Regions from separate parts of the Mus musculus genome. Here regions 1 and 3 are each linked to region 2. A link is a contact called in public HiCAR-type and HiChIP or PLAC-seq data. All regions are on one chromosome and are shown on one strand. The core of a region is the stretch at or near the end of the contact, and the rest is flanking DNA. Distances in the headings are between cores, read along the strand shown. Region 1 has its middle 38 kb from the start of Oxr1. Region 2 overlaps Oxr1 (oxidation resistance 1). Region 3 overlaps Oxr1 (oxidation resistance 1).

Region 1 (4,564 bases), core at 733-3,232, 250 kb before region 2:
AGTGCTGGGATTAAAGGTGTATACCACTATGCTCAGTTCATCCAGGTGTTTTTATGGTATACTCTTGACAGATAAAACTCCAAGTATTATAGCATCAGAAACCAAGTATGGCTGACAACTTCTTTTATCATTTTAGATGAAGTGCAACATGATTCTCACATAAAGTCAATCCTGATTATTATTTTTAGTCTAACGAAAGCAGAGAAATAAACAGAATAAAGTTTCTCAATTATTCATATAGCCCATCTTCTCTTTCACTTGAGTATTTCTTTTGACTGGATTTAATAATCATTTATGAACATCTATCACTTTAAATATTCAGGCTGGCCTGGATTTGTCCACTTCTGGATCCTAGTTCCTGAGATATTATCTGACATGTGTTGTATCTTCAATGAAAGAGCTGAAGGACAAACATTAGGTGTGAGAGACGCCAGTGGTTAGGAGAAGTGAGGTCAGGTGACATGCAGACAGGAAAAGGAGTTATGCCCGGGCCTAGCTCAGCACAGAGCAGGTTTACTGGCACGGTCAGAAGCCTGGCTTGATAACATAAAATAAAAGTACATATTTATTCATTATATTTTAGAATTCAAAGTATAAAATTCACACACACATACACACACACACACATGATGCAAAATATTTCCCTAGTGTGTCCAAGGCTTTGGGTTCAATCCCCATACCAGGAAAAAAAAAAGTGTTAACATTTAGAAATAGAAGTGAAGTTAAAGACACGAGGCTATAAGAAGATAGTTCTAGTGTGTTGATGATGCTGTTTCCATGTGATTATTGCAAACATGGTTCTTCTGTTTTACAATCTTTTTATGTGTTTGTTTGGTTTGAGACAGAATCTCACTGTGTATCTCTGGCTACAGGGAACTCACTATACAGACAAATCTGGCCTTGAACTCAGACTGCCTTTGCTTCCCAAATCCTTTGCAAGTGTGCTTCTTTAGAAGTTGAATTACAAAGTAAGGAATTTCATTTCTCTAATAATGCATGCATTTTATTTCTACTCTTGACTGTCCATCCTTATATTAACTTTATTTTGCTACTTTGGACATATAAACTTGCACTTTTACACTGCATTTAAATATTGTTAGGTTCCTTTTCTGAAATTGTCAGTATCTTTAAACTTCGGAGCCCAACAGCGTCCATAGTCCCTCCAGATCAAACATTGAAATATACATTAATATCTATTTTTTTTCTCATCATTGCTACTTATTTCCCTGGAGTCGTTTTAATGATCTTAAGCTTATACTGGTATTAGAAATGCTGATGGACTTTTGCCAGGCTCCCCAGACATCCTCTGAATTTGGCTGCAAGTTTTTGCCTTATGGGACAAGTTTGAATCCTGTGAATCAAATTTTAATTAAAATAAATTACTTTGACTGCATGGTTTCTGGTGTTTTTAGTTGTGTGGTTTTAATTATTCATTTTAAGTAAAGATCTGAGATGAGGAAAAAAACAGCAAAGACAAGAGTTGGTTTTTTGTTGTTGTTGTTGTTGTTGTTGTTGTTTTCTTAAAACAAAATGTACATGAAAGAAACAGGTAGGAGTCAAAGATAACCAAGCTCATGATACTCTGGTTAGATTGATGTTAAGTAAGGAAGTTTTACATTATAAATAAATATGACTACTTCTTTTTCCTGAAAATCAGTAAAGGAAAGGAAATTGCCCCCATCTTCCAGTCCTAGCATCTACTAAAAGCAGAGAGCAAAAAATATACAACCATCTGTGTGTTCTTATGAGAGGATTAACAGGCGTGCTAGAGCCTCCAGTGAGATATCCAGAGCTCAGGGCTGGGGGCAGATGACACAGATACTTTACTCACAAGATTCCGTGGTTCCTGCCCACCCATCCCAGGAAAGAGAAACGAAAGACTATCGGAAGAAAAGGAATAGGAGTTTGAAGACATGTGGTGTGCCTCTACCAAACGATCCAGGAATTCTAGAGAACTGTTAAGTTCTGGGACTAACACCATGGGCTCCTGACTCAGCAACAGCCTCACTCAGTTCAGTGCAGCCACAAATTCTGGTGCAGTTCGTGTGTGCTGGGTTAATGTGTTTCTTGAACCTGAATTAGAGCTGTGCTCCTGATACGTTTCTATACTTCATTGTAATAACTAGCAAAGTAGAAGCCGTTTAATAACTGGTAGTGCTCCCAATACTGAAGGGTGATCTCAGAGAGAGCAATTTCAGATCTATGTTGAGCCTGGTCAGTGCAAAGGGGAGCATGAAAAGTCTACGTCTAGTCTCATAAACCAAACCAAGTCTTTATTGAAAATGGTTAGGCATACAGAATTTTTGGAGAAAATAAATAAGTCATGGATAGTAAATACGTGATCACTTCAAGGGTATTTTGATACAAGTTTAGAAGGGTCGTAGAATGTAGCTGCCTGGGGCCACATGAACTGGGTTCCCCTGAAAGGCGGGCTGGGGCTGAAAGAGATCAGACGGTGAGAAAAGAATGAGGTCAAGACAAATCTTTCTGTTCAAAGCCTCTGAAGTTTACTGAGAGTCCGTGCTTATAAGAGGCCCATCCCCCGCCAGCCCATTCTCGGTGCCTGGAGCAAGGCAGTAGGCGATCTACAGGGTGTGTCTCCGGAACGTCTCAAGGACCTTTCAGCAGAAAGCAGAGTCTTGGAGAAGAGCAAATAGAGCCATCAAGGTCAGAAGGCTCTACCCTAGGTAATCTCCTTCTTAGTGGCAGCAAGGTCAAAGTCTGGATCAGCCTGCTTCAAGGCTGAGGGAGGCTACAGTAGAATTTATACTATTAAGAGGAATTTCTTGTGTTAAATCAGATGAGTAAGAATTTAGAGCTTTTGAAGTAGTCTCCATCCTTTGTTTTTCTGATTATGTCTATCTGCTTGTCTCTGTTCTCTGTTCTATCTATCCATCCACCCATCCATCCACCCATCCACCCATCCACCCATCCACCCATCCACCCATCCATCCATCCATCCACCTAGCTATCTTACAGAAAACTGGAGATAAGCCCTGCTGTGGATCTCCCTTCAAATAGCGTGCCTTTTGAGAAAGAGAAGAGCTTTAGTGGAAAGCATAACAATTGGCTAGAGGGCCTGATCTACTGGCATCTCGGGTGATCTTTTAGCTCACCACAGTTATAAGCAGGAAAGTATACCAGGCCCCAGGAGAAATGGTAGAAATTACTAGTGCCATTTGAAAGTGAGAAAGACAAGACAATCCATCTGACTGACTTGCCCTTTAAATCTCCCATTTGTTTAATATGAAGATGAATGGGTTCTGCAGATTCACTGTGTCTGTTACAGTCCAAAACAAGTTTGTGCCAACTACAGATGTCCAGGGTATGGCATTGTTTCTAAAATTAAGATGACATTTTAAATCTTAATTGAAAAAGATCACTGGTCATGAATAGGCATTTTCCTCTATTTTTCTTACTACATTTCATTCTTGAGTAGGTAATTTATTTATAGTTTCATTATTCATGGTACATAGATCTGTCTTCTATCACTGATGTGCAATTATCCACTTTCTTCCTTGACTGCTAGCAATATCAGTTCCTGATGTGACCCACCAAAGATGTGCTACACTAGGATAAGGGCATCCTTGCTGTCCTCTCTCTTGTTTGCACAAATAGCATTCTAGTAACCAACTTCTTTGTACTTTGTATTAACAGTCTGTGCATCTTGAAAAATATCATTTCAATTCACTGTATTAAAAGCTTCTGATATTTTAAGTATCTGCAAGTTGAACCGTTGTATGAATACACTATTTTTACTTTATTCCTCATATATCGACTAACATTTTAGTTGTTTTCAGTCTTTTGCTGTTACAAGTATAGCACTCTGATGATTTTTTCCAATGAATCATCTGTCCACTGTGCAAGTGCTAGTGTCCTGATCACATTTGTGATTTTGATAACAATTGGCAAAATTACACTCCAAAAAACCAGAATGATTTATACTCTGTCCATTATTTACATAATGTAATTACGATAAAGCTGAGAATGTTTTATATGTGTATGCATGGTTAATATGTTTATTATGTTATTTCATACTCCCCACATATGAAACATACTGTCTTAATCAAGGTTCCTATTCCTGCACAAACATCATGACCAAGAAGCAAGTTGGGGAGGAAAGGGTTTATTTGGCTTACACTTCCATACTGTTGTTCATCACCAAAGGAAGTCAGGACTGGAACTCAAGCAGGTCAGGGAGCAGGAGCTGATGCAGAAGCCATGGAGGGATGTTCCTTACTGGCTTGATTCCCCTGGCTTGCTCAGCTTGCTCTCTTATAGAACCAAGACTACCAGCCCAGAGATGGCACCACCCACAAGGGTCCTTTCCCCCTTGATCACTAATTGAGAAAATACCCCACAGCTGGATCTCATGGAGGCACTTCCCCAACTGAAGCTCCTTTCTCTGTGATAATCCCAGCCTGTGTCAACTTGACACATAAAACCAGCCAGTACACATACTTTTATGATGAACATGCTGGTTGCGATCATCACGGATCAATGTTAAAGGGCAGCATCAACCATTTGTGATTTTATGAAGAATATTGCTCAAATACCTAGGATC
Region 2 (4,187 bases), core at 1,586-4,085:
TACAGGCATGTCCTACCACACCTAGTTTTTGTGTAGTTCATGGGGATCTAAACTCTCATGCTTGTGCTGAAAGCACTTCACCCCCTGAGCCATCTTCCCAGCCTCATGGCAAATTTTTAATTCATGAATTTGCAATGGTTTGATTTCTTATCAGTTTCAAAAACATGTTTAATTACTGTGTTGAAAGAGTTGTTTGGATTCTCAGCTTTAATTTGTCTCTGTAACCTCTCTTCTAATTTGACTCTCAAAGCATTATTTTTAAAACTAAAATATATCAACTATGTAACTGAAAGTTCATTTCATAAAACAAATCTATTTCCGTATCCCTTCATTTAAAAAGTACCGTTAGTAAAAAAACAACAGCATTTTAAAACTCCATGTGTGTTACAGTTCTCTTCTGCAATGGGGCAGAAAGAAAAGGGGATTTATTAGAATGACTGACAGACTGTGGTGGACTGTCCCGTCTGCTCTTGACCAGCAAGAACAACACGACACAGTCGGATTCTTGCCTCGATACTTCTATGGGACCCCAGGCGCCCAGGGAGGCCTGCTTATATGCACCCCAGCACAGGAGAAGGCTCTGTGGCCCCCTCTGATTGGTCAGTCAGCCGGCACTCAATTTGCATGCACCCACTTGGGAAGGGTTGGCACCAAATTTGAATTGACGCCTGCGCAGTGGTGTTGTTTATGACAAAGGCAACCGGAAACCGGCACCATCTTGGAGTTGGCTTCCCACAGTGGACCACAGTCCAACAATGGCTAGCTACTGAGAGAAAGTCTAAGTTTTCAGTAATTGTTCAGTCTGCAAGTCTGGGTGTCTCAGTTGGTCTTCAGTATACTCCAGAATCCCACAAAAGTGGACTCTAATGCCGGTGAAGGAACGGACTCTCCAGTGTGAGCCAGAGGAAGCAGGCAAATAGCAAAAGTTTCTTTCTTCCTTGGTCATTATCTAGTCTGCCATGGCTGGAAGGTGTAGCCCAGATTTAAGGTGGAACTTCTTCTCTCAAAGAATCAGGATTTAGGGTGGGTCTTCACATTTCTAAAGATCCAATCTAGAGAACTCCCTCACAGGTGTACCTAGCCACTTGGCTTTTAGCTAATTGACGATGGAGTGCGGATGACAATCATGAATAGCCATCACAGGATGAATTAGGAATTTCATATTCCAGAATAAAATAAGTCCCTCTATCCTATCTCAGGTAATCCTCAGAACAATTCTGTTACACTCTGTCTATACAGATGAGGAATCATGTCTAAAAGATGCAGAAGAGGTAAACATGAACCATACATGACAGGCTCTGCAGGCAAAATTCGTTCCCCATTTTAGGCCTGAAGAGGCAGATCTGTCATTGAACAGGAGGACAGCCATTCCTCATAGGGGTTGAACAGAGATAGTCTATGGGTGACATAGTACAGTGACATTTCTAGAGGTAACACAGTGTCCTAAATAATCTCATGGAAAGAAACTGTACCCATCAACCTGTAGACCAGCCAGCCAATATGCCCTTTCTTTGCAGGGTACCTTTCAGTGTCTCAATTCAGGATTTGTACAACTGAAAATCCCAGGGATCCCTCTGGTGGTACAGTGCAGTACTACAACTAAGTCGATCCCTGGCCCTCTACAATTCACTGTATTTGAATCAAGCTGGAAGAATTTTTATTTTAAGAAAAGCTAGAACAATTTGAAATGCCTCTTTAGGTTAATGAGAGATGTAAATAGCTTCTCTAGGAATTGATTTTTGACCTCAGTTATCTTTCACAAACTTCTGTATAGCATCTATTTCCTACTGAGAGAACCTTAAGAAATAGATTATGCCTTCTTTGCACACATGGCTGTCCTTAATTAACCCTAATAGAAGGTGTTCATTAAAAGTAGCATCATATCAAAAATTGATAGCATGCAAACTCACTTTTTATAGAACAATCAGTCTTTGAATTCGTATAATAAAATTTCACTTATTTAGAATAAGTAGAGGGAAAGCTAGCTACTCTGTCTATATGAAGCCTCAATCTTCATTTGAACCTTTAAAAAGTAAAAATAAGTCACTAGATGAGTACTGCATTTTAGGTAAGAATGTCTCACTCTCCCCTCTCCCCTCTCCCCTCTCTCCCCTCTCCCCTCTCTCCCCTCTCCCCTTTCTCCCCTCTCTCCCCTCTCCCCTCTCTCCCCTCTCCCCTCTCTCCCCTCTCTCCTCTCTCCCCTCTCCCCTTTCTCCCCTCTCTCCCCTCTCCCTTCTCTCCCCTCCCCCCCCTCCCCTCTCTCCCCTCCCCCCCCCCTCTCTCTCTGTGTCTGTGTATTCTGCTCTGTTCTGCCCTAGACAGCTTCTCTTGCTACTCATAAAACTCTGGTTGAGGCAGCTCTCTCTTCAGGTAAAAATTCTACAAGATATCTGGATAGCTCATGTTTTTCTGACCAATGTTAGAAAAACTGCTACAAAAGAACTATTAAGTCATCTGACCAAGTCAGAAATCCTGTTAAGAAAAAAACTCATCAAGAGCCGCTTTGCTCTCCAAAGATCTCCAGACTGCTCAGCTCTCACTAGCGAAAATTATAGAGAACTGCTACCACTTTCTGCTAGTTCATCCCATGAAGACCAAAAGCCATTTTTAAATTTACATATCAATTCAGTTCTTTATTCCAGGCTCCCTTTTGATTATTCTATGAATCTACATACTGGTGGCCCCAGCCCTTTGATTCTTAGGAAACAGCAAGCATAAGTTTTCTTTTAAGATAGCAAAATCATTTAGAGATCTGATTGCCTCAGTTACACAAAGACGCTAAACTAGCTGGGTGGGACCCTATCCTGAAATTACCATATGTACCACACCTGGGGCTAACCTTGCCATGTCCCAGGCTGACCTTGAACTCAGGAATCTGCCTATATTTGTATCTGCTTGCCTTTGTATCTTTCTGATAAGTTGACTCATTAATGCAACTCCCTTTGTTCCTTTAGATTCATGAAGTTCTCATAATTCATATTGCGTCCTTATTTTTGCATAGTTGAGAAATTATATATTTTCAAACTCATGTATTTAGAGCTCTTCTCCATAACCTTTAGGGCTGAAAGTCCCAGTGCTTGCCATTTGCTGAGACATAGCCACACCTTCACCTCCTGGACTCCTGCTGTCTGATTATCAAGGAGTCAATAACATTAACAGAGAAACCATTCCTCGGAGGAATGTGAAATAATATACATTGTTACACAAACAAGTGTTATGCCACTACAGTCATCAATACTGCTGGAGGCTCACACTGGGATTCTGTCCTAGGGGCAGGAACCAAGTCTCTCTGTCCCCACCAGGGCCACGCCTGCTCAGCAGCCAAAGAAAGTCAAAAGCTTGTGGGTTCAGCTGGGTGGAGTATAGTGAAATTAAATATCAGAGAGAATTTAACAAATTCTAGAATGTCTACAGTTTTTATTTTTCTAAATATAGCTGTTGTCTGTCTAGAAGAGTATAGATGTCACTTTGCCTCTGTAGAATGTCAAGATTAGCAGACATTCAAAGTGACTTTAATCAGTTGACAGTTGAAGTATGGTCACTCAGTGGGGTCTCTCTCTCTCTCTCTCCCTCTCTCTCTCTCTCTCTCTCCCCCCCCCCAAAGACTTTAAATTCAAACTCCATTTTAGAGAACCTGACCTAAGTTTGAACTCAGGTAGACTAACTGCTAACTAGCATTAGTTTCCAAGTTGTCCCCAAGAAAGCCTGAGCCTAGCTTCAGTCTCTAGGCTAATCCCCAACAAGAGCAGAGTTTCTAGGTAATTCCCCCAACAAACCTGCACCCCCAGGTTACAAGACCTAATGGTCCCTTCCTAATGACCACCAATGCAGAGTAGAGCAGAAGTAAAGTTTATGATCTGACTCCCAGCACCAGACAACTAGGTTGAAGGCCACAACAGCTTTCCAATTAGATGCTTATGCATGTACTCCCTGCTTACTGCTTACTATAAAGCTTTGCCCCAATAGACAGTCTGGGCTCCCCGACCACCAAAACTGGCCTGTGTGCTGGTGGTGCGTAGGGGGTGGGGGTAGTGGGTGAATTAGCTCAAATAGAATAAAGACCCTGCTGTGAGTTGCATCTGATTAGCTCTTGTGTGTGTTTTTTGGGGATTACTAACATTTTCCTGGTCTCTCTCTCTCTCTCTCCCTCTCTCCCTCCCTCCCTCTCTCCCTCTCTCCATCTCTCC
Region 3 (4,318 bases), core at 1,389-3,888, 180 kb before region 2:
TTGGGATTTTTCATACCAGGCCTTGTTTATTCATATAAGTAAATCTATTAGATTAAAACCAGGATTCCGAGTCGCGGGTAGAACTTCTCGTTTTAGAGTGGTTAGAAACACAGATTTTTATTTAATGAAGCAGTTCATATGATTTGGAAGAAAATACATACCAGAAATGAACTTTAATAAAATTTTAGACAGGGTGTCTTTATATAGCCTGGCTCTTCTGGAATTCACTGCACAGATCGAGCTGGCCTCAAAGTCCCAGAGATTCACCCGCTGAATGCTGGGATTAACCATGAGTGCCACCACACCACAGCTGCCTGTAAACTTATTTTATTGAAAAGTTGAAGTGAATGTTTTAAAATTGATACTGCCTTCATTCCTTCAGATGAGTACAGTTGAAGATGTAATTCGTTCTCTGCGCGTGAAAGGCATCCAGGGATTCGATGAGGGTTTATATTTCAGTTGTCTTTGGTTAGAAAAATGGAACACAGTAAAGTAACACGTTCTTAAACTCTATAAATTATTTAAGAATGATTGTATGCATAGGAAAATCACTACTTTAAACCGCTTCTCATATTTCATTAACTAAAATTATTTTACTGCATATGTATTCCTTTTAGATACCTTTGCAGGGAAATCGATTCAATCAAGTCTTTCTGACTACATCCTGGAATCCCGATTAAATTTGGAGAGTTTTAAATTAAATACCCTCTAATTTAGCCCGTTACTTTATCAAGATTTAATCTGTTTTTAGTCTCTAAATAGTAACTGATCTTCTGTACCGAACCGTAATCTTGACTTTCTAACCCCACTTTGCCAGATAGGCCCTAGATTCACTTTAAAAGGCAGCAGTCTGCAGATGCAGCTTAGAGGTACATCATTTGATGAGTGTACTTGAGGCTCTTATTTCAATGTCTAGCAACATCCCCCACCCCGAATTAATAATAACAAAATTTAAATTTAACTAGCAAAATATAATCAACTATCTTCTTTACCCAGGTTAGCATTCTACATATTGTGCTTAAAGACATCTTTTACTTGGATGAATGCTTTGAATTTTGTCTTTTCTGCTGTTGTAGAGTCTAAGCCAGGAGTTATTCCAAATGAGTAAAATCCCACGACTAATAAAAAAGCAATAATTAATAAGGAAAGAGGCCATGGATTTAAAGAGAGAGCAAGGGTGGGCATGTGGGAAGGTTTGGAGGGAAGGAAGGATGGGAGAAATGTGATTATATTAGAATCTTAAGAATAAAATGTAAAAACAAAATGGCATAGTTGTCCAATTTATTTTAAAGTGAGGGGTACTAGCTTGAAAAGATCTATCCAACCAAATTCCCCACTTTGTTTAAGGTATCTAGACTCAAGGCTAGGTAATATTAATATGATGGGAGCTATGTGTTGTTTAATTTTCTCAAGGCATTAGAGCCAGCATGATGGCTCAGAGAGTAAAGACTCATGCCACGAAGCCTGATAACCTGAGTCCGTTTCCAGAACCCGTGTGGTAAAAGGAGAGAACCATTGCCCATGGCCACAGCTTGTCCTCTGAGGTCCACATGCATGCTGTCACACACAAGCCACCTCTTCCCAGAAATGAATGAATGTAATAAAATATTAGAAAATCAAACACAAATCCAGGTGGGCTAAATTATTTTTAATAATACCCTTTTAGCTCAATGTAATAATAAAAATCATTTTAATTTATAAGCAATATTGAAAAGGATTTTTGTAATATTTACCGCTTTTGTAATATCTTCAAAATTCAATTCATACATTTCATTTCAGAACCTATCTCAGTTAAATTTAAAAGTGAAACTCCATTGAGTTGGCCCTTTTTAAGAGCTCAGTAGGTACTTCTGGCTATTGGCTGACATATTGGCCGCCAAGTTCTAAATAGTGTGCATTTTAGGGAAACACTGTTACAACTTCCACCTTTGAGTAGAGAGAATTCCCTTTCTGCTGTTGCAGTCAGAGGTTGGAAGTCATCATAATATGATTAACTATTTCTCCTACTTCAGTTAATACACAGAGAAAAGCCCCACACTCAGTTTATATTCGTTCTTTTGTTTGAGATTAAAAAAAAAAACTATGGCAAGAATTACCTTTCATTTTCTACCTTTTATTTTAAGTGGTATAATGTTTTAAAAAGAAAACAATGAAAGCTAAACTCAGGAATTCCATGCTTCTGTCTTCTGAGTGAGCAGAAATTACTAGTTAGGCCCAGCTAAAATTATTATATAAAAAAGTTATATTCACTGATGTTGAATGTGTTATGGCACCTTATCTTCCCAAGTGCTGCCTCTGTTAATTAATTACGCTTTAATAATTTAGGCCTATGCCGTATTCACTATTTTATTTGCAAAACCTGTGATACCTCAATTCTCTCCTCTAATATTAAAACGATAGCCATAAAATTATGTATCCGTAGCTTAAATAGTAACATGGGTGGATGTGGATGTCACATTGTGTGTGTGTTTGTGTGTGTTTGTATGGGTGTGCGGTTTATGTGTATGTGTGCACACATGGGTGTGGGAACACACCACGTTCATGCTGGAACAGGCGGACATCCAGCGCCTTCTGTCTCTTTCTACCTTGTGTTTTGAGACAGAGTAGTTCACTGAAACTGACACTCAGTGAGCTCACTGATTGACAGCACTGACTGGCCAGTAACTTTGCTGGGTCCTACCTCTGCTTCCGGGAGCCCAGCCTTGTGGTGCAGTGGCTGTTGATTATCTTTTGTTTTTGTTTTTGTTTTTGTTTTTGTTTTTGTGGGTGATTAAAATCCAATCTTTGGACCCCCTGCTTATACTGCAAGCTTTACCCACTGGCTAGCTCCACATTCCCCACACATTATGGAGTTTTACTTTTTCGTGAGGGAGATTTAGGAAAGTACTTGAACATGTTAATAGCTTAGAAGAATCAAGCTTTCTAATTAGATGAGTGTAAAGACGCCTAGCGGTAGGTTTAGGAATTACTCAGAGACTGCGTAGTTCTTGCACTGCAATGAAAATCATATTGGATGTGTTTTACACTAACTTGAGAAACATTACATTAAAACATTATTTAATGCTTTGTTTAGCTGTGGAAGAAAGATAGTTTCCTAAGTTCATTTTTTCAAGCCCTTAGGTATTCCCCAGACATGATGCCCGCCTTATCCTCCTATTTTCTCTTCATGCTTGGTTTTTAAGTTTTCACCACAGCTTTTGATTTCCCTAGGCCCAAGTGTCTTTTGTGATCAGTGTCTGTCAAAGACTCAGTTTGTGTTCTGTGTTTTTACTTCATTGCTATTGTAAACCAGCATCTGGGGTCCTTCATTCTGCTTCATAAATTGCAACTGGTACGGAGAGTTTGATTTGCTGGTTCTAGCCTCGAGTCACAGTGCATGGTCTGGTTGAAGACTCATCATCTTCTCCTCTTCCCTGCTGGTAGACTGGAGGGTGTCTCCTTGGCTTGGGCTTTGGGGACCTGCTCTGAGTTTTCTGTTGCTTCCACGTTCTTGAGGATTTTCCGTCTCTGCGGACGTTTTTACTATAACACAGCATGAATTACATTTTTATTTTGCATTTGGAAGACCCTTTGATACTATTATACAGATTAATGTTTGAAACTTTCCTGCACCTATATGACTTGCTATTGGTAACATTAAAAAAAATGTCTTTTCTTGTGGCTTCTAACTTGTAATTTTGGACATAAAGGTAGATTTAGTATCCATAAGAGATAATAATAGGAGAGAAAAGTGCATACATGTTCAAGGAATGCCTGAAGGTTAACAAAAATGAATGTAGGGGATTCTCAACCTCCATAGCTCAACAAAAGATTAAATAGTACTTCAATCTAATGTTTCTCAGATTAGTCTAAACTATATCAAATGTGATTTTTTTTATTATAGTGAAAGAATAATGATTTTGTTCACAAGGCACTGATATCTAAATTCTTAAAATTAATAGTTTTATTCTATTATTATTCACAATAAAGCCATTTAAGGCTGGAGAAAAATAACTTGGTTGCATTATGCAGTTAGGGACCTAGGATAAGTTAGTGCCCTTATTCAAGTCACATGGAAAGTTTTACTTACATAACACCTGTGTGTAGATTTTTATAGCATGTATTTTAGAGCTACAAATTAACTGAGAGTTAAGATTTAAAAACCATTAAAATTTCATTTTAAGTAGAGAAACTAAGTTCAATAAACTCAATTAATCATAATCAGCCAGGTACATAGTGAGAATAGTTATTTACAATAACTGTAAATTGAGAAAAGAAACAGGCCTTCGGCAAAAAGAAGAGATAATCAGATTTATATACCAATGCAATAGGACATTAC

Evidence for each region. HiCAR-type assays count read pairs that join an accessible place to other places. HiChIP or PLAC-seq counts read pairs in DNA pulled down with a chosen protein or histone mark.
Region 1: an H3K27ac HiChIP or PLAC-seq map of embryonic stem cells shows a contact between it and region 2, with 14 read pairs. The contact joins two enhancer-like sites. A contact is called at or near these places in 2 of 15 datasets of contacts at CTCF or cohesin (both in the NIH/3T3 cell line), 4 of 484 Hi-C or Micro-C datasets (the CH12 cell line and embryonic stem cells), 3 of 115 datasets of contacts at active chromatin or transcription factors (bone marrow-derived dendritic cells and embryonic stem cells) and 1 of 9 other capture datasets (embryonic stem cells).
Region 3: a HiCAR-type map of embryonic stem cells shows a contact between it and region 2, with 6 times the contacts expected there. The contact joins two enhancer-like sites. A contact is called at or near these places in 1 of 15 datasets of contacts at CTCF or cohesin (the NIH/3T3 cell line), 5 of 484 Hi-C or Micro-C datasets (embryonic fibroblasts, embryonic stem cells, reprogramming fibroblasts and 1 more), 4 of 115 datasets of contacts at active chromatin or transcription factors (all in embryonic stem cells) and 1 of 9 other capture datasets (embryonic stem cells).

Annotation. Positions count from the first base shown.
Region 1 is chr15:41,406,974-41,411,537 of GRCm38.p6, forward strand. No RefSeq gene overlaps it. Among named protein-coding and RNA genes, the nearest start is that of Oxr1, 38 kb to the right of the region's middle. Within about 2 kb of position 1,983, at least 7 of the 459 cell types and tissues checked have an H3K27ac peak or open chromatin away from gene starts, as enhancers often do. A contact at or near this core is called in embryonic stem cells, where this site is marked.
Region 2 is chr15:41,655,721-41,659,907 of GRCm38.p6, forward strand. The region is part of intron 3 of Oxr1 (oxidation resistance 1); the gene reads left to right. Among named protein-coding and RNA genes, the nearest start is that of Oxr1, 210 kb to the left of the region's middle. Within about 2 kb of position 2,836, at least 13 of the 459 cell types and tissues checked have an H3K27ac peak or open chromatin away from gene starts, as enhancers often do. A contact at or near this core is called in embryonic stem cells, where this site is marked.
Region 3 is chr15:41,474,228-41,478,545 of GRCm38.p6, forward strand. All of the region lies in intron 1 of Oxr1 (oxidation resistance 1), which reads left to right. Among named protein-coding and RNA genes, the nearest start is that of Oxr1, 29 kb to the left of the region's middle. Within about 2 kb of position 2,639, at least 5 of the 459 cell types and tissues checked have an H3K27ac peak or open chromatin away from gene starts, as enhancers often do. A contact at or near this core is called in embryonic stem cells, where this site is marked.